Regions from separate parts of the Sus scrofa genome. Here all the other regions are linked to region 2. The links are chromatin contacts, called in public Hi-C, HiChIP or PLAC-seq and promoter capture Hi-C maps. All regions are on one chromosome and are shown on one strand. The core of a region is the stretch at or near the end of the contact, and the rest is flanking DNA. Distances in the headings are between cores, read along the strand shown.

Region 1 (2,700 bases), core at 93-2,592, 72 kb before region 2:
GTTCAAAAAACAAAAAAAAAAAAAAAAAAAAAAACAAAGACAAAGGAAAGCTGTGGGAACTGTTCCAGACTAAAGGAGGCTACATGCAACACTGACCCTAGCTGGATCTTGTACTGGAGGAAAGAAAGTGCTAGAAACTGCTCAAGCGACAAAATTAGAATACAAACTAGATTGAATAAAATGTTATAGTAAATTTACGCAGTTGCTAATTCTATTGTGATTACATTAAGAGAATATGCTTTTTTCCTTAGGAAATACACACTAAAAATTTAACAGATAAGGAGCCATGATATATATAACTTACCCTCAAATATTTAAGTGGTTTTTTGTTTGTTTGTTTGTTTGTTTTTTTAAGGGCCGCACGTGCAGCATATGTAAGTTCCCAGGCTAGGGGTTGAATCAAAGTCACATCTGCAGCCCACACCAGAGCTCAGGGCAACTGAGCAAGGTCAGGGATGGAAACTGAATCCTCATGGATACCAGTCAGGTTTGTTACTGCTGAGCCACAACAGGTATTTCCAAGAAAAAAAATTTATATACAGTTATACATAGATCTATATATAAGATTAAGTAAACCATAAAACAAATGGGGTAAAAATGTTAAGGATATTTGAATCTGGATAAAGGCTCTATGTGTGTTCCTTGTTACATTTTTGTCTGAAACTTTTGTAAGTTTGAAATTATTTTCAAGTAAAAAACTAAAAGAAAAAGATTGGCTTTGGGAAACAACTTGATTGAAGTAATCTGGCAGGTTAAGAGGCAGCCTGGCTTGCAAAATTAAGAGACAATTAGTGTGTGGAAACCTCATGGATCCAAAGAAAGTGAAGTTCAATCCCGTGTTACTAATTTGTGATCCTGGGAGTCACCCAAAGCATCTCGGAGCCTCCTTTTTATCCCAGAGTGCTGTTGGAATGAACAAACGAAAAAAGAATGTATATATAAAAGTATTTCCTGCTACAAGCCACTCTAGGAGAGGAAAGTGTGTTTAACAAGTAGGACTAAAGCCATAACTGCCCCTCACGTCAAACAAGGAGCTCCACTCTTCCTTTCCCAAGGCCGCTGTGACTTGTCTCAGCTAACTTTAGTCGCTTACAAGTTCACTGCTCCAGGTGTGGGGCAAAGAGAACCCTCCCTTCATCAGGTGGCAGTAGCGGCTGCCCCAGGGCGCAGGCGCCGAGTCAGACCACGTGACGGCCTGGCCCCGCCCCCGCCCGAACTTCTTCGCGGGATCGCCTTGGAAACGCATTTTCGGAGGAACTGGCCGCCGCCAATGGGAAGTGAGCGAGTGCCACGAACAGGCCAATAAGGAGGGAGCGGTGCGGGGTTTAAACCCGAGGCGGGGCCGGATTCCTCCCGGCGTGCTGCGGAGGAACGGCTGTTAGCTAGTGGTGGCTTCAAGGTCCCCGGCTGGTCGGGGCTCCAGTGCTCTGCTTCTCCCCTCTGAGCTGCTGCCTGGCCTGGTACAGAGGAAGTCATGGCGCTCCGGATCACCAGGGTGAGCTGCTGCGGTTGGTGAACAAACGCGGCTCTCCTGACTCCTGGGTCTCCTCTCCCTGTTTCCCCTGCTGGAGTTCCCCCACGGTGGGAGCGAATTTGGAGAGGAGGAAGGCGGTCGGTGGGCCCCTAACATACTGGGAGAGTTTGGGGGGCAGACGGACGGAGAGAGAAAGGTGCAAAAGAGAAGCGGATGGGCCTTGGACTAATTGGGGGGAGGGGGCAGATGGAGGGTAGACCGGAAACCTTTTGTAAAAGGTGTTGGAGGACCCGAGTGGGCTCCCACCAATTGCGCAATCTTCTTCCCTGAGGGAAAGGGAAGGTGCCTGCAATTGAAGGCTTTTTCGATTTCCATGGTATTTTAGGTCCGGCGGGGACTGAGCACGTAATCCCTCAATAGGTGAACGGAGAGGTTCCAGGAGAAAACTGACTTGTCATAAGCTTAGCGTAGACCCTGGAACCCCGGTTTCCCCTGGGAACCCATTCACAGTCGGCTTTCCTTCTGAGGGCCGCAGTTTTTTTTGTTGTTTTTTTTTTTTGCCCCGCTTTAACCCTTGACTTATTTTAACGTGGCGGGGCCAACTCCCAGACTCGTCTTGCTTCTTACAGAACACGAAAATTAATGCTGAAAATAAGGCGAAGATCAGTATGGCAGGCGCAAAGCGCGTGCCTGTGGCCTCTGCTGCAACCTCTAAGCCCGGACTGAGGCCAAGAACTGCTCTTGGAGACATCGGTAACAAAGTCAGTGAACAGCCACAGGCCAAACTGCCTCTGAAAAAGGTAACTATGCTGATTCAACTATTCTGTGAGTGTCTCCCTTCCAGCTGTGGCTCTTGGTGGAGAAACAATCCATTCTCTCCTTTTCATCCACAGGAAGCAAAAACTTTAGCTGCTGGAAAAGTTGTTGCTAAAAAACTACCGAAACCTCTGGAAAAGGCTCCTGTACCTGTATTAGAGCCCCAGCCAGAGAGGGAGCCCGAGCCTGAACTGGAGCCTGAACCAGAACCTGAGCCTGTTAAAGGAGAGAAACTTTCCCCTGAACCTATTTTGGTAAACTTTCTGGACCATTTTAGAGTCTGTTGATTGTTTGTTTCCTTTCATTTTATTCAAGTATGGAATAGCATTTGAACAAATAGTAGTAATAGTAACATTTATATAGTACTTAACAGGAAGTAGGTTCTGCTAAGCACTGTACATGCATTAGCT
Region 2 (2,700 bases), core at 163-2,662:
AGTCTGTATTGTGGTCTCTCACAACAGCAAAAGGGAACCTTTTAAAAGTCAGCTATTACTTGTCCACTCAAAACTCTGTATTGGCTTTTCAGTAACGCCACCCTGTTTAAAACCTCAAGCCCTACTAGCTCTATCCCCCTTCATTGCTTTATTATTTTTGCAGCACTTAATCACTAGGTATCATAGCATATTTCACTTGTTATTTCCTCCCATTAGAAGGCAAGTCTTTTTCTTTCCCTGCTTATTTCTCAGCGTCACCAAAAGAGCCTTGCACATAGTAAGCACTCAATATACATTTGTTGAATAAATGAATTAATGTGTTTGTTTGTAGATTTGTATAAAAACTTATGAGAATCAGGAAGTTCCCATCATGGCTCAGCTGTTAAAGAATCCATCTAGTACCCATGAGGACACAGGCTCTCTCCCTGGCCTCGCTCAGGGGGTTAAAGGATCCAGCGTAACCTTTAACTGTGGTGTAGGTCGCAGATGTGGCTCATATCTGCAAGCGTCGGCGCTTGGTAGACGGAAGTGGCTGTGGTATGGGCTGGCAGCTGCAGCTCCGATTTGACCCCTAGCCTGGAAACCTCCATATGCCGTGGGGGCGGCCCCCAAAAGACAAAAAACAAAAAGAAACAAACAAACAAAAAAACTATGAGAAAGTTGGGTACTGATCACAGATAACAATTGAGCACTTTGGCTAAACTTTGTGCAAGTTTCATCTAATTCTTGCAACCACCTATGATGTAGTTTATTACTTCACCTTACAGAGTCAAAAACTGATGACCAGAAGCGTTTTCCACAGAACAAACTTGTTTAGTTGACTTGGAACGTGTCTGCCTGGGCGTGTTTCTTCATAAAGGATTAAAAACGCCTTTGGACCAGCCCTTAAGAACTGGGCATTCGCTTAGGTAATCTAAAATTGTCGGTTTCTGCGTTCCCAGTAACCATGGAGACAGGACACCCTCCAGCAAGAACCAAAAAGTGAAATCAGAGACAAAGCCAACACACCCTCATACACACCTATTAAGTTCTGAACTGGAACGTCGTATCAGAGCGCCGGCCCGTCCTCGGTAGGGAAGAAAATATCCAAGATAAAATAGGGTACAGTTACCCATCATCGAGAAAACCCCCCTTCCGGTACAATGGGCGATCACGTGTTAGGGCGAGGCGGAGCGGGGCGGGGCGCAGCGCAGAATCTCACAGGAGCCCGACCAGGCGCAGCTTCCGCCTTGCGGCCCTCGGGCCGGCCTTACTTACAGCATCCCCCGCCCACCCCGGAAGTGGGGGCGGAGCTAAGCAAGCGTCGGCGCTGGGTAGACGGAAGTGGCTGTTGAGGGGATTTAAGGTAGCTTTAAATTCCTGCTGTCTTGAAAGTTCAGTCTCTTCAGCTGGAGTAGGGCTCCGCGCGACGGATGGCTGTGGACGTGAAGTCGCGAGCAAAGCGTTATGAAAAGCTGGACTTCCTCGGGGAGGGACAGGTGAGGCTCTCAGGCAGGGTTCGGTGGGCCCGGAGCCGGGAACGCCGCGCCGCCTCACACCCTCGCAGGTTTTCGCGTGGAAGCCAGGAGACGGGCACGCTGCGTGTCCTCTTTGAGGAAGCTGCCCAGACGCCCTTGCTGCCCTGTGTCCACCGTGGCGGTGAGCCCCTGAGTAGCCCTCTCCGACGAATGGTCTGGAACGGAACGTGGACGGCCCTACCACGTTTCAAGCCGCCGCGAGTTTGCTCCAAGAACCCTTGAGTCCCTTGCTTCGCAACTTCTAAAAAAAGTAAAAAAGCAAACACAAAGCAAAAATCTTAACAAACTGACATTATTCCCGTATTTCTCTCTAGTTTGCCACGGTTTACAAGGCCAGAGACAAGAACACCAACCAAATTGTCGCCATTAAGAAAGTGAGTTAGTTTGCTCTTTTTTCGTGTCTCCTTGAAGATGTGTCTATGTGTGAGCTAATGGCTGGCTTTTTTACGACTGTTGACCGTGCTCTGCTAGTGAGGAGGTCACTTATGTTATTTTCAGAGAAAAGAGAATTTCTTAGTGTCTTGTGTTCCAAGATGGAACTCAGGTTGAACCAGTGTTTTTGTTCCGTTAATTAAAATGAAGAGGAAGCTCTATATTATGTTTGCATTGTAACTCAAACCTTCGCAAAGGGGACAAGTACTGCTAGCCTGTTGGGTCCTTATAATTACTTAATAATCTTTCCAGGCCCTATTTCTGACTTACCTGCATCCACTTTCTATATATCTGTATTTTCTGAGTACAGATTGACTGTGAAAGGCTTTTGCCAGCATTAATGGCATTGATGTGGTGCCTTTTTAAAAAATGATTTTAGTGGTTTTTTTTTAACTTGCAGTCCTTCAAGAAACTTGGGTCATGTTTCGCTGACTTGGTGTATGCCGAGCACTTTAATCCACATTTTTTTCATTTAACCCTCGTAAAAGCCTAGTGATGTAGGTAAAGTATCCCTGATTTACACCTGAGGTGTCTGGGAAGAGATTAGGTGACTCAACAAGATGACACAGATAGTAATTGCTAAAGCTAGGATTTAGATCCAGGTGTCCTGCTTCCAGATTGATTGCCTTTTCCCATGCTGCTGAAATCAGTAACCCTCCTAAGAGAGGCTGTTTTTCTTAGATTTCAACAGCTGTGATGCAGGTGACCTCCATGTTCCTATTGCCGCTGTTGCTGCTTTGAATCTGGTTCT
Region 3 (2,700 bases), core at 66-2,565, 68 kb after region 2:
ACATATCGCTGTAGGATTTCGTTTCAACTTTTATATTAAAATAACTTTAGATTTACAGTAAGTCGCAAAGATAGTACAGTGAACTCCTGTATACCCCCGACCCAAATTCCTGTAGTGCAACATTAGGGTACATTTATCAAAAATAAAAAATTAACATTGATACACGCACTTAACCAAACCACATATTTTATCAGGATTTCCCCAGTTTTTCTACTGATGCCGTTTTTCCGTTCCAGGTTCCAATCCAGGATACCACACGGCATTTTGTGCGCTATAGCTTTAAGGCTTAAAATTGGTAGAAAAAAAAAAACTAGAAAAAAAATAACATAGGAGGAGGGGAGAAGAGGTAGAAACAAAGTCTTTCAAATCTATTTCTTATTTCTGCAATATCAGGTGAGGCCACTAAAGTAGCATTCGGCGAAGAAGGAGCCAGTTTGCCAGCTCGCCCACTCTCCGCTGTGCTTTTCCGAATCTGCAAGGCCCCGCCCCGAGGTCTGGCCGCGCACCCTCCCCAGCCTCCTCGGAGGCTGTGCGAGTCCCGATCCGGCTCCAGGAGCAGGACCCCCCCGCCGCCTCGTGCCGCCCCTCCCCCCCGTCCCCTTAGCGCGCTCACCGAGCACCGACCCTCCAGGCCGCGCGCGCCGCCGCTCTTCCAGCCACGTGACCGACCTGCGCGGCCACTACCGGAAAGGCGGGCGCGGCCGGACTTTAGATCCGCCAACTACCACCGGGCCACGGCCCGAGCTCACCTGGTTCGTGTCGGGCTGGTAGCGCTGCACAACGTGGACGCGCATAACTTACCCAGCTGCGCACAACCGAATTACAAATATAGTTGGAGACCTGGAGAAATAGGAGGCCGAGTGTGCGGCTCAAAGAAGGTAAAATTAGTTGGTTCCAACATGAAGCATCTCGGAGTCGCGTAAGAGAAGGATAGAGCTGAGCTATGGCTCAGCGGGGGCTGCGGGCCTTGAAAGGCAGGCTCTCAGCGCTGAGCAATGAGGGCGCCTTGTGGGCCAAGGAACTGCTGGGGCGAAGGCGAAACTGGACCTGGAAAGCTGCTATTCGGGCCTCCCGCGCTTGTGGGTTTCACGGGAAGGGCCCCATCTCCCTCTAACCCCACCCAAAACGTGCTGGGTCATTAGCTTCATCACCTGGTGCAGTGATGTGGGTATTATTTCCTAATAGCCGACATCTCTTGAAATAATTGAAGGCATTTCATAGTGGTCAAAAAACTTGGCAGGATTTAATGATTACTCACTTTAGAAATAAACTAATGTCGACGAAAATTCAGTTAACAGTGAAGGGAAGGGAAAAAGGGAATTTTATTCAAGCCAAATTGAGGATGATAACCTGGGAGGCAGACTCTTAGAAAGGTGAGAACGGTTCCACCTGTTAGGAGTACAAGGCACAGTCATATGTTTTCAACACATAGGCTCAAACATCAAAATGATATACTGGGGAGTTCCCTTGACAACCTAGGACTGAAATTAGTATATTAATATTTTTTAAGATTCCCATAATGTATATAGCTCTCTGTTAGATCCCACTATATACCTTCTGTTGAAAGAAAAGCTTATTATGAGCAGTGTTAGCAGTAGGATAATTATTAGCAGTAGCTTGATAAGCAAGAGAATTTAGTGAGTCCCAGTAGTGAAAAGAATATTGTCTTCAAAACAGCCATTCATATTACTAAAAACAATAATGAACACATAAGTGGTGCTTAGTGTGTGACAAGCACTGTTGTTGATTTAGTCCTCACAATAGCGCTATGAAGTAGTAATTGTCCTTAGAATGTATGTGATTTAACCCCAGGTAGTACTGGGTAAAAACACAGTGGTATTATCCTACTAGTCTGAGTCATCTTTCTTTTCTGCCTCATGCCCATCTTTCAATGCCCTGCATCCTACATCATTTATCCTTTTCTGCTACTCATTGTAGGTTATTCTCTCATTTTGTTAGAATCTCCAATGGGGCATGCATCACAATCTGTTTGTTCAAAGTGTCCATTTTATCCTCTTTGTATACTTGACTAAGATCATCTGGAGGGCAAGAATTTATCTTGGGAGGCCTTCCCCTCAACAGTGATTTGCATGAAGTCTTACATATACATGATAGGCAAGTTTATTTAAATGAAACTTGTAAAGGTTATGCTTGCATACAGTTTATCTTCCAGGAATTTACTCAATAAACTTGCATGTGCAAAGTTAAATATGCATTAGGCAGCACAATTTAATGGGTAAGAGCCTGCTAAGTTGGAATCCTGACTCTGATACTTCCTAGTTGTGATTCTGAGTAAATCATTTAACCCTATGAAGCTTGGTTCCATCACCTATAATGGAAATAATAATAATACCTACACCTCAGGTAGTAGTCATATGAATTCAGAGTTCACCACTTTTGAAATGTGTTTAAAAGAGTGCCTGGCACATAGTAATATATGTTATCCTTTCTTATCATTCTCATAAAATTAAAAACAAAAAGCTGGAAACAATTTAAATGTCCATCAGTAGGGGACTCAATAAACTACATCCTTAATGGAATTCTTTGCAAACCTTATCAAAACCAAAATGAAATACGACTACATCTTCAGGATGGCTGTTGTTGTCAAGGATATGGAGAAATTAGATCCCGAGTACAGGGATGATGAGAAGGTAAAGTTATGCAACGACTTTGGAATACAGTTTGGCATTTCCTGAAAAT
Region 4 (2,700 bases), core at 152-2,651, 120 kb before region 2:
CTGCAACCCACACCACAGCTCACTGAAATACTGGATCCTTAACCCACTGAGTGAGGCCAGGGAGCGAACCTGTGTCCTCACGAATGCTAGTCAGATTCCTTTTCGCTGAGCTACTGACAGGAACTCCACTTTTCACATTTGAACACACACAATCCTCCCAAGAACCCGAGGATACAGATATTACTACTCTTACTTTCCAGATCAGAAAACGAGTCAGAAAGGACAAGTGACACAATTAGTAAGTGGCAGATTTGTGAATCAAATCAAGACAGACACTGGAGACCATTTTCTTAACTTTTTAGTAACATAAAAATAACCCTAATAAGGGCTGGTCCTACCTGCCTAGGTTTACTGGCCTGCAGGATTAAGCAGCACAGTTTAGGAGCCAGAATTTAAAAGAAACTCTATTTCGTCACACGCTGTGTATTTCCTCCGCCCCTGCCCTCCGCGGCAGAAGAATCCGCTATATTCCTGACGACCCGTTGGTGGCGCTGCAGGACAGGTATGCGCTGAGGCCGCGTCAATGAGAGAGGCTGAGAGGGGGTGAAGATTCGATCTGTAGCCCCGCGGTGGGAGGAGCCTAAGGAAGAGGGAGGGCTGGCGAGTGGTGTGTCCTGCGCAGGCGCAGAACCTGGCACTCCCCCGAGAGTGAGGGCTGCTGGGTCGGTGACGTGGCCTGGCAGCGTCCACTCCGGTGAGCCTCCGGGGAGCCCCGCGCCGCCGGAACTGTCCGTGGCCTAGTCCCGACGCGTGTGTGCTTGCGAGCCGGGGACAGCGGCGGCGGCCCGGCCTGCGGGGACCCGACAGGGCCGCTGCCATGGGGAAGTGACGCGCTTGCGACCGCTGTTCCGCGGCAGCGGCGAGACATGAGGAGACCCCGCGGCAGGGGCAGCGGCGGCGGCTCCTGATCCCCGCGATGGAGGAGAAATACGGCGGGGAAGTGTTAGCCGGCCCAGGCGGCGGCGGCGGCCTCGGGCCGGTGGACGTGCCCAGCGCTCGGTAAGGGACTGATCTGGCACCCGCCTCCCGATCTGCGGTCTCCCCGCGCAGGCGAGCTCCCTCTCCCTCCCGTCCCGTTGACAGCCCGGGACTCCTCCTCGGTTCTGCACGCGCCCCGGAGCCCTCCGTCCTCCCTGCTTCGGCTCCCAGGCCGCCTCTAGCTTTCTTTGGCTCCGCCGTCCCTCTCTGCAGAATGAATGCTCTAAGATCCAAGGAGGTTCTGCTTGAGATCTGGGTTTCCAGGCAGACCGTTAACCTTAGAACTGCCAGCCAGTTGACGTGAGAGGTTTTTCTGACCTATGAGAAGCATTTCTGTTGGCTGTTTCTCCCCGAAATAATGGGTTGGTGATACTTAACCTTTCTGACGTCTGCCTGCGTAAGTTAGAGGAAGGGTCACCGTCATCTCTTGAGGCGAAGAAACCAAAGTACAAACAGATGAACTTTGATGTTCAGGTTAACCCCGCACACCAAGAATCCAGCCGGTCATCTAGTTTTCCTTTCTTCGTTTATTTTGTTTTGTTATTAAGAAATGTGTGCTCGTTGTCCAAAAATTCAAGCAGCACAGAAATTCATAGAGTAAAAAGGAAAAATCCCCCCTTTATCCCCTTCCCAGCAATGCTCCCGTTAATCCCCAAGAGGTAAGTATACTGACCACTTTCCAGTGTGTCCTTCTTGACCTGTCCTAATTTCTGAGGTAGAGTGAAAGATGCGTAAAACATGGCCCAACAATTTTCATTGCCTTTATAGTTAATGAGGTTAAGTTTTTCTTGTTCTTGAAAACTCCTTTGAGATTTAAAGATGGTTTTGGTAAATTCTTGGAACTGTAGAAATAGAATCACTAACGCAACTTTTTTTTATGAAAAGGGAAGAACACAGCAAATGCTGGAGCAAAATTTAAATTAGCTGCATTTTCTGTAGTACAAGTTCAATTCTAATCTATTTTGAGCAACTTGTTTTTGTAAATAACAGGATATCAGGTATTATTTCCTGAGATGCGACAGCTAAATGCAGTAGGCAATTCTGATGTGGATTTCTAGAGGGGAAAATGCTGTGAAAGACAGTACTAGGTCACTTGACAAAATTGGACTCTGGACAATAGATTAGATAAAAATATATCCATGTTAAATTTCCTGTAGTTGATAACTGCACTGATTTTATGAGTATGCTCATGATCTTAGGAAACACAAGTATTTAGGGATAAAGTAGCAGGATGTATGTAACTTACTCTTTGAAAAGTTCAGGGGAGGGAGTTCCTGTCATGGCTTAGTGGTTAACGAATCTGACTAGGATCCATGAGGATGCAGGTTTGATTCCTGGCCTCGCTCAGTGGGTTAAGGATCCGGCATTGCTGTGAGCTGTGGTATAGATCACAGGCACGGCTCGGATCCCATGTTGCCATGGCTGTGGTATAGGCCGGTGGCTATAGCTCTGATTAGACCCCTAGCCTGGGAACTTCCATGTGCCCAGTGAGGCCTTAAAAAGCAAAAAAAAGTTCAGGGGAAAAAAAACTGTATTAAAGAGAGATAATAAGGCAAAGAAGAGAACATGTTAACAATTAGAGAATCTAAGTAAAGGGTGTGCTACTCTTGCACCTTTTCTGTAAACTTGAATTTTTTTTCTTTTATTGCCACGCCTGTGGCATATGAAAGTTCCTGGGCCAGGGATTGAATCTGAGCCACAATTGCAGTATTTGATCCTTTA

What was found. Promoter capture Hi-C pulls out the DNA fragments that hold promoters and counts their contacts. Hi-C and Micro-C count contacts between places; a contact is called where the count stands out from the background. HiChIP or PLAC-seq counts read pairs in DNA pulled down with a chosen protein or histone mark.
Region 1: a promoter capture Hi-C map of liver shows a contact between it and region 2, with 3 times the contacts expected there. The contact joins the promoter of CCNB1 here to the promoter of CDK7 in region 2. A contact is called at or near these places in 1 of 5 promoter capture datasets (liver), 4 of 47 Hi-C or Micro-C datasets (embryonic fibroblasts, fetal heart ventricle, fetal liver and 1 more) and 1 of 2 datasets of contacts at active chromatin or transcription factors (alveolar macrophages).
Region 3: a contact with region 2 is called in an H3K27ac HiChIP or PLAC-seq map of skeletal muscle. The contact joins the promoter of CCDC125 here to the promoter of CDK7 in region 2. A contact is called at or near these places in 3 of 47 Hi-C or Micro-C datasets (fetal skeletal muscle, heart right ventricle and skeletal muscle) and 2 of 2 datasets of contacts at active chromatin or transcription factors (alveolar macrophages and skeletal muscle).
Region 4: a Hi-C map of skeletal muscle shows a contact between it and region 2, with 4 times the contacts expected there. The contact joins the promoter of LOC110257255 here to the promoter of CDK7 in region 2. A contact is called at or near these places in 2 of 5 promoter capture datasets (fetal liver and liver), 10 of 47 Hi-C or Micro-C datasets (alveolar macrophages, fetal skeletal muscle, heart right ventricle and 3 more) and 1 of 2 datasets of contacts at active chromatin or transcription factors (alveolar macrophages).

What each region holds. Positions count from the first base shown.
Region 1 is chr16:47,336,897-47,339,596 of Sscrofa11.1, forward strand. It overlaps CCNB1 (cyclin B1), which reads left to right and starts at 1,343. Exons shown (of 9, transcript NM_001170768.1): 1 at 1,343-1,495; 2 at 2,104-2,274; 3 at 2,368-2,544. The coding sequence starts at 1,475.
Region 2 is chr16:47,408,856-47,411,555 of Sscrofa11.1, forward strand. It overlaps CDK7 (cyclin dependent kinase 7), which reads left to right and starts at 1,413. Exons shown (of 12, transcript NM_001166314.1): 1 at 1,413-1,478; 2 at 1,832-1,891. The coding sequence starts at 1,413.
Region 3 is chr16:47,477,274-47,479,973 of Sscrofa11.1, forward strand. It overlaps CCDC125 (coiled-coil domain-containing protein 125), which reads right to left and starts at 1,316. Exons shown (of 12, transcript XM_013984842.2): 1 at 802-1,316.
Region 4 is chr16:47,284,062-47,286,761 of Sscrofa11.1, forward strand. It overlaps LOC110257255, which reads right to left and starts at 1,402. Exons shown (of 3, transcript XM_021076818.1): 1 at 1,397-1,402; 2 at 339-1,296. The coding sequence starts at 1,402. The coding sequence ends at 379. It overlaps SLC30A5 (solute carrier family 30 member 5), which reads left to right and starts at 913. Exons shown (of 16, transcript NM_001137624.1): 1 at 913-999. The coding sequence starts at 917.